Regions from separate parts of the Mus musculus genome. Here all the other regions are linked to region 3. The links are chromatin contacts, called in public Hi-C and HiChIP or PLAC-seq maps. All regions are on one chromosome and are shown on one strand. The core of a region is the stretch at or near the end of the contact, and the rest is flanking DNA. Distances in the headings are between cores, read along the strand shown. Region 1 overlaps Kcnq5 (potassium voltage-gated channel, subfamily Q, member 5). Region 2 overlaps Kcnq5 (potassium voltage-gated channel, subfamily Q, member 5). Region 3 holds the start of Kcnq5 (potassium voltage-gated channel, subfamily Q, member 5). Region 4 overlaps Kcnq5 (potassium voltage-gated channel, subfamily Q, member 5). Region 5 overlaps Kcnq5 (potassium voltage-gated channel, subfamily Q, member 5).

Region 1 (2,700 bases), core at 57-2,556, 410 kb before region 3:
AAGTCTGCCTTCCCGTGGTCCTTTGCCATTTCATCTTTCCTCCAGGATAGAGTCAGAGTTATCACACTCAAAGTAAAATTTGATCAGCTTATGATACTACTTAAAGAGTCCTGTGACAGCTCTATGCCCCAGTATAGGGGAATGCCAGGACCAGGAATGGGAGTGGGTAGGTTGGGGAGCAGGGGAGTGGGGGAGGGGATAGGGGATTTTCAGAGGGGAAACTAGGAAAGGGGATAACATTTTAAATGTAAATAAAGAAAATATCTATAAAAAATTAAAGACATTTTCAGTTAAAAAAAAAAAAGAGCTCCTGTTGATGTCTGTCATTGCCAGTACAAACTCCAAAATCTTCTCCAAGGGGAAGACATTCTAAGTCTCCTAGGTGATGCCTAAAACTTCAGATAGCACCAAGTCTTCTGTAAACTAGGCTTTTGTATCCACAGCCCTAAGTTAAAGATAAATTTATAAATTAGACACAATAAAATTAAAAATTAATAAGAAATTATAACAATATTCTGTGATAATAGTTACAGAAATATGATTCTGTCTTCTACCCTCTTTAATTTTTTAAAAAAACATTATGTTATGTAAATGGATGTTGTGCCTACATGTCTGTGTGTGTACCATGTACATTCATGGTACCTGCAGAGGCCAGAATATTGCAGTGGATCACATGGAACAGGAGTTACAGACAGTTGTGAGCTGCCATGTGGGTACTGAGATCAAACCCAGGTTTGGAAGAGTAGCCAGTGCTCTTAACTGCTGGGCTATCCTCCAGCCCCAGCTTCCTTTAAAAAAAAAGTGTCTTATTCTGTAATTACTTTTCTCTCTACTTTCAGTGTGCTTTTCTATTTTCAGAAAGGATGAATTATAATGAATGGTATAATGAGCTCAACATATAATCCTTCTTTTCTTATTAAATTGGGAATGTTCACCCTTTCCGTTATGGGAAGTACTTCACAGTTTCTTCTTGACATATACTCATTTCCTGCAACATTATTCTTTTGTTTTAGGGACACAGTTATACAAAATAGGGGTTAACTGACTAAAAGTCTTATAATACCATGGCAATGGATCTTCACTAAAGAGGGATACAAAATTACCAATGAGAGGGTAGCACACCCAGAGCAGATACCTGTTGACAAGTGGGTGACTCATGGCCCAGATGGGTCAGTGGCACAGGGGGAGGTTTTATCATAAATGCAGAATGGTATGCACTCTAAAACACGGGAAGCATATCCCACAGTTTCAGAATGCAATTGGGCACAAATAATAAAAGCCACAGAAAAAGAGGAACTACTCTACTTAAACAAATAAGTTCAAAGCCCCGTTACAAATTCCTCTGAGGTTCTTTTGTTCAACCACCACTTCCCTAGAACTTCGTCAGCCTAACGACAACTTTTGTCTTGTCGGTCTAGTTTAAATGTCACTATCACCTGTGGACGTTTTTTTCCAATCCCCTAGTAGAGACTGAATCATTTCCTCTGTTTTAATCAGGTTCCCTTTTTATCCTATCATCTTTGTGAATCATGGAACTTCTAATTCCACTTACTTTTAGCTCTCTCATTTAATGAAATCAGTCCTGAATAAAATCAAGGGTGAAATAGAACACTGCATCTAGAATGGAGTAGAAACTCAAGAAAAGTCAAATGCATGCCTAAAAATGTGTGTGTTAAACCCAATGAAATTGCCATGAGATCAGAGAGAGGAGCATTAAGAACTCATCTTAGTTTCTTTAGGTTCTGTTGATCTCAAATGGTATTATAGGATGCTATGTGGGACTCTCTCCTTGCCCCTCCCCCCAGATATCATTACTGAATGACTCTCATTGCTAAATGACTTTAAATTATATTAATATTTAATCTGAAACTATCCATTTTTACTGGTGGCTTCAGACACATATCATACTATTATTCTTCAGGGTTAATGAAGCTTTGATATTTGATAATACTACTAGTGAAAATAATGTAAATACATGAGTACCTAAGATTCAGAAGTGACGTAGAACTCAAAAGAAAGTGAAAACTGAAAACGAGTTAAAAGGAGCAAAAATTAACAAAGATTCATTTTATTTTATATTTTGAAAGCTATACTCTATAATACTCAGTTATACTTATAATACTCAATTATTTTGTCTTGTTGTCCTTCTAAAATTAGTGAAAATTTGTTTCGGAATTTAATAGTGTTTAAATTACAAGATTAATTGGAACCAGCATATTTTAATGTGTTCAGGAAGAACTGAGCTTGTATAGTGATTTATTTAAAAGCTTGACACTAGGACAGGAAAGCAAACCCTGGATCTAGTCACCCATTTCATGTAGTTGAAAGGTTTATCTCAAATTTCTTTTGTTCCAGCCATAGAGTACTTACTTTGTTCTGAACATAGACTAAAGCTATAAATAAAACAAAGATACACTCTTGGGAAGCTTACACCCCAGATGTCAGAAATCAATATTGAGAAGCAATGACAAAATAGCAAGAAAAAAAGCAAACAGTGACAAATGCCATATAGACAAAGTAGAGGTACATACTGATTTGTTTTCAGATTGAATGGTCAGAACATTTCGTTTTCACACATTTACCGTGTACCCTCTACAAACAAGTCGATGTGGTATACACTAGGGTATATATAGACTGTTACATAGAATCCCTATTCTTACCTAGCTTGCAGGCTGAGTAGGAGCAAAGCATGCATGGGAG
Region 2 (2,700 bases), core at 36-2,535, 310 kb before region 3:
AGTAGCTCACAACCATCTATAATGTAGCTCCAGGGATCTGATGCACTATTCTTGTCTCTGTGGTTACCAGGGATGCATATGGTATGCAGTCATGCAGGCAGGCTAAATATCTATACGGATATATTTTTGTAAATGAGGTTTATAGACAAGTTAATAACATAGTAACCACAAATCCATAGTTTTATAAATGAGAGTTTTTCCAAGTTGTTTGAGGAATTTGAAAACATTTAGCTTTCTAAGCACTCCATTATGTGGTTGTCTGTCTGTCTGTCTGTTTGCCTGTCTGTCTGTTTAATCATCCTCCCTTTGAAGCAAGGATGAAGGATATACTATTAGGTATAACAAAGTGATAGGAGTAAATGATCACTAAAACGAGGCGCAAGAGAAAAAGCTTACTGTTTACTGAAACGTTCTTTAACTTGTTATTTTTCATTTTGATAATGTGTGATGCATTCTGTGGACCTTTGATTTGTTGGTAGAAATAGACGTAGCTTCCCTTCAAAAAAGTGAGCTCAGTTTGCTCAGTCACATAACAGTTTCTTGCCCTGTCTCTGGGTGAATTCCAGCTGGTGCAAGCAAAGAACGCCATAGTTTCTTTATTGGAATGAGCTTCGATTGGCAGCTCAAATTGTACTGTGTTTACAGAACGTTACCCAGTACCTTTAAGTCCCTGTGTATGTCCCAAACTTGAGGGGAGAGTGATTGCTGAAGAATGCCAGAGTCTCCGTGTACCATAAGTGATAATTCTTCTTTATGTAGTATTATTTATAAATTACTGCAATAAAGCTTTACCCTATTTCTTTGTAATCCTAGTATGCATGCATAAGTTATCAATATGAATTGTTTTTATGAAGAAGCTGTTATTTTTGTGGCATCAACTCCCTTGGGACTATTACAAACCTAGTTGCAGTTTCAGCTGCTGTTCTAACACAATTATGCAAAATACACAGACGAAACTACTTGGAAATTACAGACGCCAGCATCACGGAACAAGAGTACATTCATCTGATGCTAATGATGAGACTCAGACGGAAGATTTAGAAATTAGAAGCCATCAAGTTCAAAGATGAAGAAAACACAGTTGAAACAGAAAGACACAAGGGTAGTTAGGTGGCAAAAAAGGGGCTAGAAACTGTTGATAAAGGCCAGGAATTATTTGGTATATAATTCATATTTTTATGAGCTAAGGAGGTTTATCAATTAAAAATCAGATAAGAGGATATGGTCATAGCTTGGTAATACATGCTTCTATACATTCTAGTTAGAGCTCTGTTTCTTTGAAAAGATACTCTGATCAAAAGCAGCTTGAGGAGAACAGAGTTTTTTCATCTTACACGTCCAGGTTACAGTCCATTGTGAAGGATGTCAGGGCAGGAATGTAAACAGAGACTTAACAGAATCAACAGAGAAATCTTTTTGCTGGCTCAGTCTCTGTTCCACTCCTATGCTACTGCTTACATGGATTTCTTACACAGTTCAGGATCATTGATCTGGGGTCATACTGCAGACACTGGTCTAGGGTCTCTTACATTGATTAGCAATAAAGATTATGCCTAAAAGGCATGCCCACTACCTAATGTGTTCTAGACAATTCTTCTATTAAGGTTCTTTCTTCCTTGCTGACAGACTCTATGTTGTATCAAGTACAACATATTAAAGCTATCATGAACAGTATTTTGTACAGACGTGAATTCAACTCCCATTACCCTAAAAATGGGGCATGCTAATGCATATAAAATTTTCCAATTAATTATAAAATACCAAATGTAACATTTTCTCATGATTGTAACTTCCATTGTAAGAGGTTGAAAGTACGATCAATTTCACACTAAGTTCAAGACCTTGCATGCAACTTGTTTTTAACACAACATCTAATTTTGAATTTTGTTTCTTACTTTATTTTGGAAAACAGCTCATGTAAATTTGCATTAAAGTTTATCCAACTTTTCATTAATCTTCTGAGGAAGTTTCCAAGGAATACCCTGGATAAATCAGATGAGCTCTTTGTCCCCATGGGACCTATTGGTCACAATGACATGTTCAGTGAAACAAATGATATTGAGGACTGGGAAAAGTAGTTGCTAAGGGGGTCATTTTAGGGAAAGCTTCTCATGATCAGGAGTCTCCATAGCAACCTGACTGGAGAAGATGGAACTAAGAAAAGCACAGTATGAAGGGACTTCCATGTGATTGGTATATGCTGAAGCTCAAGTTCAGGGCACATGAGGAGGAGAGAGATTAAGGCGGTTGGGGATTAGTGAGGTAGAGAGGCAAGTCTTGACAGAAAGGGAGGAAATTATCAGGGATGAGATAATGAATTTTCACAGGACATGATAAGGAGCTCAGATCTTAAATTCAGAAGAAGGTCACGCTAGACTAAGACGAAACAGAGCCACAGTCTGACTTATGTTTCTAGAGTGACTTTGGATGTTATTTGGAGAAAGAATGGTAAGGAGTGTTACAGTTTGGATAAAAAGAGTTCTTCAAGGTTTATGTGTTTGAACACTTTGTCCCTAGACTGTTTGGGGAGGTTGTGACCACTTTGAGAGATAGAGACTAGCTGCAGGAAGAAATCTTGATCTTCATAGCTTGCCATTCTCCGAATCCTGCCTCTACCTCCTTTTCTGCTGAGATATGAGGAAGCCTTGCATGCAACTTACTTTTAACACAACATCTAATTTTGAATTTTGTTTCTTACTT
Region 3 (2,700 bases), core at 137-2,636:
CTACTACGTGCACTGACAGATTTTCCGTTGATGACAGCTGTGATGGTGGCCAGGCGTGTTTCCGGGCGCGCTTACAACCTAGTCTCTCTCTCTCTCCATCACGTAGCAGCTTCCTCTGCTTGACCCCAGAGCTGACTGTGGACCCACTCTTAACCTTCTCCTCGCCACTCCATCCCACCCGGTCATGCCCTCCCAGTCTCTCCAGTCTCGGGATGGTGCACAACCTCCCGGAGCTATCCCCAGCTCCTGGGCGCCCCACTCAGTTAACTTTCCGCATATCAGGACCTAATCGCTCCCGATTATCTGAGTCGCCTAAGTCCGGCTTCTGCCTTCAATCACCCAGGTACCTGGAACTGACCCGTTAGTCCCTTGGGTGCTTTGGGGCAAAAGGGCTCTATGTGAACCAGAGCGAGAGGTGGGACGAGAGAGATTGAGGGCTCCAGAGGGCCGATGGCAACACGTGCAAAGAAATAAAAACCACCACGTGTGTGTAGCTCTGCGTGTGAGCGCGCACGCGTTTCCGCGCCTAAGGCCAGGGCGCGGGCGCCAAGTGCGCCCCGGGGCTCCCCAACAGAGGGCATGGCTAGGGGCACACGGGGTCGGAAGTGGGGGCGCGGGTACTCACACGAACGCGTGGTAGACGAACGCCCAGCCGCGGGGTCGCTCCAGCACGTTGTACAGATAGTTCTGCACCCGCCGGTACTTGACGTTGCGCCGACAGCTCTGGCTGCTGGTGTAGGAGAGCGGCTTCCCCAGCAGGCTCATTCGGGCCCCCTGCTTGCCCCGGCGGCTCTCTCTCAAGCCGCCGCCGCCTCCGCCGAGCGCCGCCGCGCGGGTGCCGAGCAACAGCAGGCCGTCGCCCCTGGCGGCCGCCGAGTTCAGCAGCACCCTGCCGCGGCCGGACTCCACATCCTTCATGCCGCTGCCCGGGCGCCCCCCACCCGCGCCTGCCGCCGCCGCCGCGCCGCTCCTCACCCAGAGCCCGGCGGCACCGCCCTCCTCTCCTCCCGCGTGGTGGCGGGGCATGGCATCACCACGGGCACCGCGAGGGGGGCGCTGGCGCCTGCGGCGGGGGCAGCGGCTTCATGTGCGCGGGCAGGTCTGCAGGAGGAAACCCGCAGCCGACGGGGCGCCCCGGGGGGGCGGACTAGCCTAGAGTCGGGGCTCCGGGCGGGGGCGGCGGGGTGTGCGGAGCAGGCCCGGGGAGGTCCGGATTTCTGCCGCTTCCAATTCCAAATCCGGACCTGTTGGGGGCGTCACTTTGTGAGGTGTCCCTCGCTTTCCTTTAGTCTGGTGGCTGCCACTCCCTCCTCCCCGAGGAGTGTCGGCACACGGGACTGAGGGTGTGCGGGATGCCCGGAGGCACGCTCGCACGCGTGCACACCCAGCAGGGTTCGAGTCTGTCTGTCCCCTGCACCCCGGCAGAATACCGGCTTGACCCTAAGTCGGTCTCCCAGGATGAGTTTGGTTCGGTTCTTCCTGGGACTCGGAGCTGTCCGGAGGGCGAAGTCTGCCTCTTGAATAAACTGGACGAGCGGGTCTCTGGGCTTCTCCCGCTGCTATGCCGCGCCTGGTCCTGCCATCCTCGGGTGATGGGTGTGGGCAGGAAAGGTTCTGTCCTACCCTCCAGGTTTTGGCTAGCCTAGGAGCGAGCCAGCGGGGGCTAAGCTTCTGGCAGTGGCGCTTGGGTTCCCGCGCTGGGGACCAGCCCACCGCAGTTCAATGGACACACCCGGAGAGAGCCAGGCAGGGACCCAGCAGCTTCCCGCGACTCAATCCAGCCTGCAGGCTGTGACTTTCCATCCTAGCCTCAGACAACAAGCCTGCGAGTCGCAGAACATCCTTCCCATCCCCAGGGGTGGGGTGTGGGGAGGGCGTAAAACTCCAAAGTAGCTCCTTCGTGGTGAGGGAGCTCCTCCTGACAGAGCAGCCTGGGAAAAGGAGCCCACTTCTCTCCTTCCAGAAATTTCCATGTAAGTGAAAGAAAGTCATAAAACTGCTTAAATCTCCGCCGCGACTGTGGCGTCCCCAGGGAGTTCGAGAGGGATCATGGAGGATAGTGAGTCCAGGACCTGCCTCTCAGACAGGATGCTGTAACTTACAATGTTAGAGAAAAGGGAACCACTGACTGCATCCCCCACCACCTCTGGAAAATGGGCGCCCCAAAGCCCATCTCTTCTCTTGGATGAGAGTGAGATTATGGTGCTGCTGGCTCAGAACTCCGCCTTTCAAAAATATTGTTAGCAATTAAACAACAGATTCAGCGATGGGGAAACTGAGAGGACACCAGGATTGGGAACTCCTTCTAATAGAGCAGCCTTCCTCCCAAATATTTAAAAAAAAAAAAGTAATAATCGCCAAGTTCAACTGAACTATGCTTTCAACACAAAGTCATGGTAGTCAGTAGCAAAGTGGCCATCCCTGAGCCTTTTTTCACTTCCATGAATACCAGCCAACACTAAGGCAAAAATCTTATCTTGGTTGTCTCACCCATAGCAGATAATACTCTACCAACACACCCACACATACACCCCGTGCATACACCCACGCCCACAGACAGCTGCTTTCTACAGTCAGAACGTCAGCTAAGAGTTTTACTTTTATTTTTATCGTTATTGTTTTGTGAAGACCTCTTCCTGGTTCTTACTCAGCAAGACCTTGTTTCCCTTCAAACCTCTGGGCAGTAGGCACTACTAACCC
Region 4 (2,700 bases), core at 138-2,637, 460 kb before region 3:
GAAGGAATTACAGAGACAAAGTTTGGAGCTGAGATGAAAGGATGGGCCATCTAGAGACTGCAGCACCCAGGGATCCATCCCATAATTAGCCTCCAAACACAGACACCATTGCATACGCCAGCAAGATTTTGCTGAAAGGACCTTGATATAGCTGTCTCTTGTGAGGCTATGCCGGTGCCTGGCAAACACAGAAGTGGATGCTCATAGTCAGCTATTGGATGGAACACAGGGCCCCCAATGGAGGAGCTAGAGAAAGTACCCAAGGAGCTAAAGGAGTCTGCGACCATATTGGTGGAACAACAATATGAACTAACCAGTATCCCCAGAGCTTGTGTCTCTAGCTGCATATGTAGCAGAAGATGGCCTAGTTGGCCATCATTGGGAAGAGAGTCCCCTTGGTCTTGCAAAGTTTTTATGCCTCAGTACAGGGGAACACCAGGGCCAAGAAGTGGGAGTGAGTGGGTAGGGGAGTTGGTGGGGGAGGGTATGGGGGACTTTTGGGATAGCATTTGAAATGTAAAATAAGAAAATACCTAATTAAAAAAAAACCTGTACTTTGGCATTGATCACTGCTGACCACACTCCTGTATCTCCCTAAATATTGATGCTGGGGACAGCTCTTCCTATCTTAAATCAAGGATCTTTACTTTTAAAACTTGGAATTTAGTGGGGTACTGTATTTATAGATGGAACACAAAGTGAATTCTGGTATCAAATGTTGGTATTTTGGACTCTTACTAAGGAGAATTCCGCTTTTCATAAAGCCTAGAACTAATAAACACTCCAGTTTAGAGTGGCACACTTCAGTGTAGGGTGGTGTACTCCAGTTTAGGGTGGTCTTATTTTCCCATTTAATCTAGATACTCCAGAGTTATTGAGGACCCCATCATATGCAACAGGGACAATTTCAATTAAAAATGACATAAACAAGCTTTCCACAAAGGTCTTTAGTGACATATTATAAGTCACTATCAATAATCTAAATTTCCTTAGCACTCAGATCTACTATATGCTGTTTTTGTAATGAATAGAAATAATAATCTCTCTTAACTACATTTCATGTTTTTTTTTAACCTTCAGACAACTCCATTAATGAGTCAGCCAATATAAACAAAACTGTTTCAGAGTCATAAGCCCTTATTTTCATTCCTAGAAGCTTGGTATGCTGAACGATCTTTTTATTTACTTATTTTTACTTTGATATCAAGCCTAGTGGTTTTTTTTTTTATGGAAACATAATTAGGCCATTGAGAAGCCTGTAAAGCACAGGTTAAACAGCAGTCAAAACAGCCTTCTCGAAGAGGAAATCATTGAAAATACGCTGCTTCTCCCTACACATCGCAGAGATGACCTTTGAAAGCTTGCTTTGTTCGTGGCGCTGCCGAGAAGCTAGCTGGCTGGTGACTAAGCAAGGGTATATTGAGAGTTTCCCACACACAGTTTAACACACAACACAGCAATTTGTATTGGTAATAAAAAAAAGAGAGAGGAAGAATGGAAAGAGAGATAAAAAGGTGCCAGGCTTAATTTGCCAGCAACTGCATCTCAAAGGGGGAACAGGTGCCCCTGAATATCTCCATCAACTGAAATGTATTTGAATTATCCAAGAGAAGCAAACGCCACACATGAATTCAGACTGCTGCAGAAAGGTTGGGCTATGAATTGCCTTCCCTCGATCCCATGAAAACCCACCCACTTTCTCAGGTTACACCATATCTCACCACAAATAACAGGATTTCATTTACTTTCTGTTTATTAGAGGTATTTCAAGAATGTCCCAGTACAGGGGAACGCCAGGGCCAAAAAGGGGGAGTGGGTGGGTAGGGGATTGGGGGGGTGGGTATGGGGGACCTTTGGGATAGCATTAAAAATGTAAACGAGTAAAATACCTAAAAAAAAAAAGAATTTCAAGTCTATTTCTGATCTCTATCCTTTGCCCAGTGTTTCTTGTGTGTAGGGAGGAAGAGTTGGAAATGAAACAATTTTTTTTTCTAAATTGACTTTGTGAGTTAACTCATAAAGCAATGAGTTTCACTATGACGCTTTCTCTTATTATGTAACACTTCTCATATGTGCATGCCATGATATTTTTTTCTCATGCATGCATGCCATTATATGATTTTGTTCTGACTCATCCCTCTCCCAAATTCCTCTGGCATCCCAACTGTGTTGCTTTTTCTGATTATATTTCTCCCTACCTTTGTATGTTGCATGCATTTCATTATCCTCTCTTCTCCCTACCACAGGCATCAACCTCTTTCTCCTCTCACATGATACCCTATGGGTTTCATGGGGCTAAGGGTGCAGTATGTGTGTGTACACGTATGTACATATGAACTACTGTGCGCGCATACACACAAACACACATCTATGTCTAGACTTTCCACATTAGAGAAGGCATGCATTGTTAGTTTTTCTGCATCAGGATTATTTCACTGTGACAATGACAATCTCCATTTGCATCCACTTTCCTACAGATGCTATGGTTGCATTTTCCTTTGTGGCAGAAAAAAAAACCCTCCACAATTGTCTATCTACTTTTATGGGACTATGGATGCATGTGAATGTGTGCACATACATGCACTCACATTTGTTCATATCTAGACTCCTCATCTTAGAGAAAAACATGCACATCCAATCTGGTTCTATTGCCTAGGTACTATGAACAGTGCTATAGTAAGCATCGTGTGCTTGTGCCTC
Region 5 (2,700 bases), core at 153-2,652, 500 kb before region 3:
CGTCTATCACTGGCTTTGGCTGGGAACTCTTGAGCCGTAGTGAGGGCCTGAAGCGGGTTCGGTCGTTGAAGCTCCAACTCTTCTGGACTTTGGTGGGGCTGCCCTCGGCAGTGATGTCAGTGCTCGGGGATCTCCTGTCACCTACTGATGCTTGTCTGCTCTTAATGCTCTGGCCCCTTGGGCTAGCCATGCGCACTCGCTCCTTAAAGCTCAGCTTCTGACTGTGGAAAACAGAGCCACGGTTATTCCATCGAAACAAGCATCTCTCATTCCTCAGGGGCGAATGCTTGGATGAAACTATAAGGCCATTTACAAATCAATAGGCAAGAGCGTGTGCAGCAAGTAGGAGCCAGAAATAGATTTTTTTTATTGAAAAAAAAATAAAGAAAAGAGCGACATTTAATCATGCTGTGTGTATTTATTTGAGATCAGTCTCACTCTTGTGAGTAAATACATGCTCCTTGGATTTATGTAGGAAGGAAAACGACCAGGTAGAACACTTTGTGCCCAATTTCACTGAAGATAACCAAAAATGAGTTTGGAATTCACTTTAAAAATTGTTGGGTGGTTGTAGCTTTCCCCTCCATTGTTAAGTTCCTCTTGTTTGTTTGTTTGGGAGATCTTTCTTTGGAACTCCTAAGCATCGCTACAGGTAAACAGGGATGATGGTTACATATGTACCTACATTCAGCATGCATTGTATACCCCAGGCAAGATTATGATATCCATAAATTCATGCAATCTCAAAGCAATCGACAGCACTGCACACATATATTAAACACATGACACTTGACATTATGTTCTTCATTCTTGGGAAAAGAAACCAAACATGGGGTTTGGTTGGGGGGCAGCCTCGACATGTAATGAATGAGGTGATTGACAGAAAGAGATGCAATGTTGACAGTTTTCTGCCATGAAAGCAAGCTACCAGGAAGATCACTTTTATCTAAACATTCCGTTCTGTGGTACTGGATGGGATCAAGCTGCCGTGGGATGGTCAAGGATGTACTAGCAACAGAATCCAAAATGAATCTTTACCCTTCCATGGTTAAGATGTGTGTCTTTTGTGTTGTGTTAGGAGGAGCAGGTAGGAATTATGGAGACAGGTCTCTGACTCATGAGAAAACAGGAGTAATATAGCTATCTTTTAAAATACATACATATATACTTATAGGAATCAAATGAACTGTGGAGAGTGTTATATGCCCCAACATGGTTTTGTTTCACTTATAAAGCGCTGTGCTATTCATTAGAAAGCAACACACAGTTATCAATGCGAAGGGCCCAGTGCTCTTCAGAGACTGAAGAAATAATGGAGCAATGGGTCTGAGGGTGAGTCGCTTAGCACAGCTCTTGTGAGTCATGCTGCAGCCTTTGTGGGGGATGAAGGCAGCGTGCTCATGGATAAGGACTGTCTGAGACCAAGTGAAGGCCTTGTCTTCTCCACTTACCGCAGTGTCCACGGTCCCCAGCTGCAGCATGCCAACAGCAAATGTGTTTAGTGGGTGTGTGTCTGGCAGCTAACGAGAGATAGTAACATTTGTTTTTCCATGCCTAGCTGCTTAACCTCTGCGGGTCTAAAGAGGTGCCATGTCTGATGTGAAGTTGTGTACATGGAAACAAATCATATCATGAACAATGGTGGTCTGACAGTCTGGTTAGCACTAAAGGAGTTGACCATGCAGCTGACACCTCCTGGCCCCAAATGCAGACACAGCCACTTCCAGCACAACTAGCTGAAGGCACATGCAGGCTGGGCAGTTTTGTGGTGAGGTCACGTGAGGTCAAGAATTCTGTCCAACAGCCCCGTCGGTCACAGGCTTTATCTTGACAAATGTATGATTAAATGATAGGTTACATCAAACGACAGCAACAGAAAACAGCTAACGAGCACATTGTTTTATATTCAGTCTAGGTTCTCCATATCACCCCATACCCTTAAATTACTAAGAGAAACCTGTCAAAGAGATAGGTGAAAAATGCCTACTTTCCCTTAAAAGGATTTTAATTATAAAAATTTCTGATCTTTAAAAAAATTTTCAGCTTGTCTGTACCGTAACTTAAATTTTTGATGATGTAGTTCAGCAAACATATGTTCGTTTCTGCACCTTCATTTCCATAAATGGCTGACTCAAGTAGACACAGCTAAATGAGAACCCCAAGTGTTCTCACTGTGTTTGACCTTGTCTCTTACCTTTCTGGAATTAATGCTAATTGCATGGAAGGTTAAGTTTAAATGCTGGAAAGCTACATCTCTTTCCTAATCCAACTGAACAAACAAGAAACGGGTAAAATATAATCACCAAGAAATTAATATAAATTCTATTTTATTCTTTTTTTAAGAACTACAATTTTTAAAAAGCTTAAAAATTTTCTAAAATAAAACAGCTTCAGATATCCCATGATTTATTTATGATGACAAAATATTTGAGAATCACCCCTGTAACATATCATTACATCATTACCTCTACAAGTTGATGAAACATTTTTTAAATCTACACACATTAAAAATTGACATGTTAATTCTGGGTACCATTTTCTTTTCGGTTGTCTTTTAAATTTAGTTTATTTTATTTTGCGTGTGCAGGCATTCTGTCTGTCTGTCTGTCTGTCTGCGTGCCCTGTGCATGGCTGGTGCTTAGAGGCCAGTAAAGGACACCAGATCCCCTGGAGATAGAGCTATAAATAGTTGTGAGCCAC

The links. A called contact is a pair of places that touch in the nucleus more often than the background predicts. HiChIP or PLAC-seq counts read pairs in DNA pulled down with a chosen protein or histone mark.
Region 1: a contact with region 3 is called in an H3K4me3 HiChIP or PLAC-seq map of the 230-238 cell line, with 14 read pairs. The contact joins the enhancer-like site here to the promoter of Kcnq5 in region 3. A contact is called at or near these places in 7 of 39 promoter capture datasets (the C10 cell line, cranial neural crest, hippocampal neurons and 2 more), 2 of 15 datasets of contacts at CTCF or cohesin (large pre-B cells and pro-B cells), 7 of 484 Hi-C or Micro-C datasets (the 63-12 cell line, the Ba/F3 cell line, the C10 cell line and 4 more) and 5 of 115 datasets of contacts at active chromatin or transcription factors (the 230-238 cell line, DN3 thymocytes, forebrain and 1 more).
Region 2: a contact with region 3 is called in an H3K27ac HiChIP or PLAC-seq map of neural progenitor cells, with 8 times the contacts expected there. The contact joins the enhancer-like site here to the promoter of Kcnq5 in region 3. A contact is called at or near these places in 5 of 39 promoter capture datasets (the C10 cell line, cranial neural crest, liver and 1 more), 1 of 15 datasets of contacts at CTCF or cohesin (pro-B cells), 3 of 484 Hi-C or Micro-C datasets (cortical neurons, embryonic fibroblasts and large pre-B cells), 2 of 115 datasets of contacts at active chromatin or transcription factors (large pre-B cells and neural progenitor cells) and 1 of 9 other capture datasets (adipose tissue).
Region 4: a contact with region 3 is called in a FOXA1 HiChIP or PLAC-seq map of pancreatic cancer cells. The contact joins the enhancer-like site here to the promoter of Kcnq5 in region 3. A contact is called at or near these places in 5 of 39 promoter capture datasets (the C10 cell line, cranial neural crest, hippocampal neurons and 2 more), 1 of 15 datasets of contacts at CTCF or cohesin (pro-B cells), 2 of 484 Hi-C or Micro-C datasets (cerebral cortex and pancreatic cancer cells), 10 of 115 datasets of contacts at active chromatin or transcription factors (the 230-238 cell line, astrocytes, cardiomyocytes and 6 more) and 1 of 9 other capture datasets (pancreatic islet).
Region 5: a Hi-C map of the N1E-115 cell line shows a contact between it and region 3, with 9 times the contacts expected there. The contact joins the enhancer-like site here to the promoter of Kcnq5 in region 3. A contact is called at or near these places in 17 of 39 promoter capture datasets (the 3T3-L1 cell line, the C10 cell line, the HPC-7 cell line and 11 more), 3 of 15 datasets of contacts at CTCF or cohesin (hippocampal excitatory neurons, large pre-B cells and pro-B cells), 116 of 484 Hi-C or Micro-C datasets (the 63-12 cell line, the AML12 cell line, B cells and 79 more), 30 of 115 datasets of contacts at active chromatin or transcription factors (the 230-238 cell line, DN3 thymocytes, SST interneurons and 25 more) and 4 of 9 other capture datasets (adipose tissue, liver, macrophages and 1 more).

Annotation. Positions count from the first base shown.
Region 1 is chr1:21,553,520-21,556,219 of GRCm38.p6, forward strand. The region is part of intron 2 of Kcnq5 (potassium voltage-gated channel, subfamily Q, member 5); the gene reads right to left. Among named protein-coding and RNA genes, the nearest start is that of Khdc1b, 170 kb to the left of the region's middle. Within about 2 kb of position 1,307, at least 35 of the 459 cell types and tissues checked have an H3K27ac peak or open chromatin away from gene starts, as enhancers often do. A contact at or near this core is called in the 230-238 cell line, the 63-12 cell line, the Ba/F3 cell line and 4 more, where this site is marked.
Region 2 is chr1:21,650,061-21,652,760 of GRCm38.p6, forward strand. The region is part of intron 1 of Kcnq5 (potassium voltage-gated channel, subfamily Q, member 5); the gene reads right to left. Among named protein-coding and RNA genes, the nearest start is that of Khdc1b, 270 kb to the left of the region's middle. Within about 2 kb of position 1,286, at least 5 of the 459 cell types and tissues checked have an H3K27ac peak or open chromatin away from gene starts, as enhancers often do. A contact at or near this core is called in neural progenitor cells, where this site is marked.
Region 3 is chr1:21,960,556-21,963,255 of GRCm38.p6, forward strand. It overlaps Kcnq5 (potassium voltage-gated channel, subfamily Q, member 5), which reads right to left and starts at 1,387. Exons shown (of 14, transcript NM_023872.3): 1 at 626-1,387. The coding sequence starts at 1,026.
Region 4 is chr1:21,498,639-21,501,338 of GRCm38.p6, forward strand. The region is part of intron 5 of Kcnq5 (potassium voltage-gated channel, subfamily Q, member 5); the gene reads right to left. Among named protein-coding and RNA genes, the nearest start is that of Khdc1b, 120 kb to the left of the region's middle. Within about 2 kb of position 1,388, at least 30 of the 459 cell types and tissues checked have an H3K27ac peak or open chromatin away from gene starts, as enhancers often do. A contact at or near this core is called in pancreatic cancer cells, where this site is marked.
Region 5 is chr1:21,457,404-21,460,103 of GRCm38.p6, forward strand. Kcnq5 (potassium voltage-gated channel, subfamily Q, member 5) reads right to left here. Exons shown (of 14, transcript NM_023872.3): 10 at 1-221. Among named protein-coding and RNA genes, the nearest start is that of Khdc1b, 75 kb to the left of the region's middle. Within about 2 kb of position 1,403, at least 10 of the 459 cell types and tissues checked have an H3K27ac peak or open chromatin away from gene starts, as enhancers often do. A contact at or near this core is called in the N1E-115 cell line, adipose-derived mesenchymal stem cells and muscle stem cells, where this site is marked.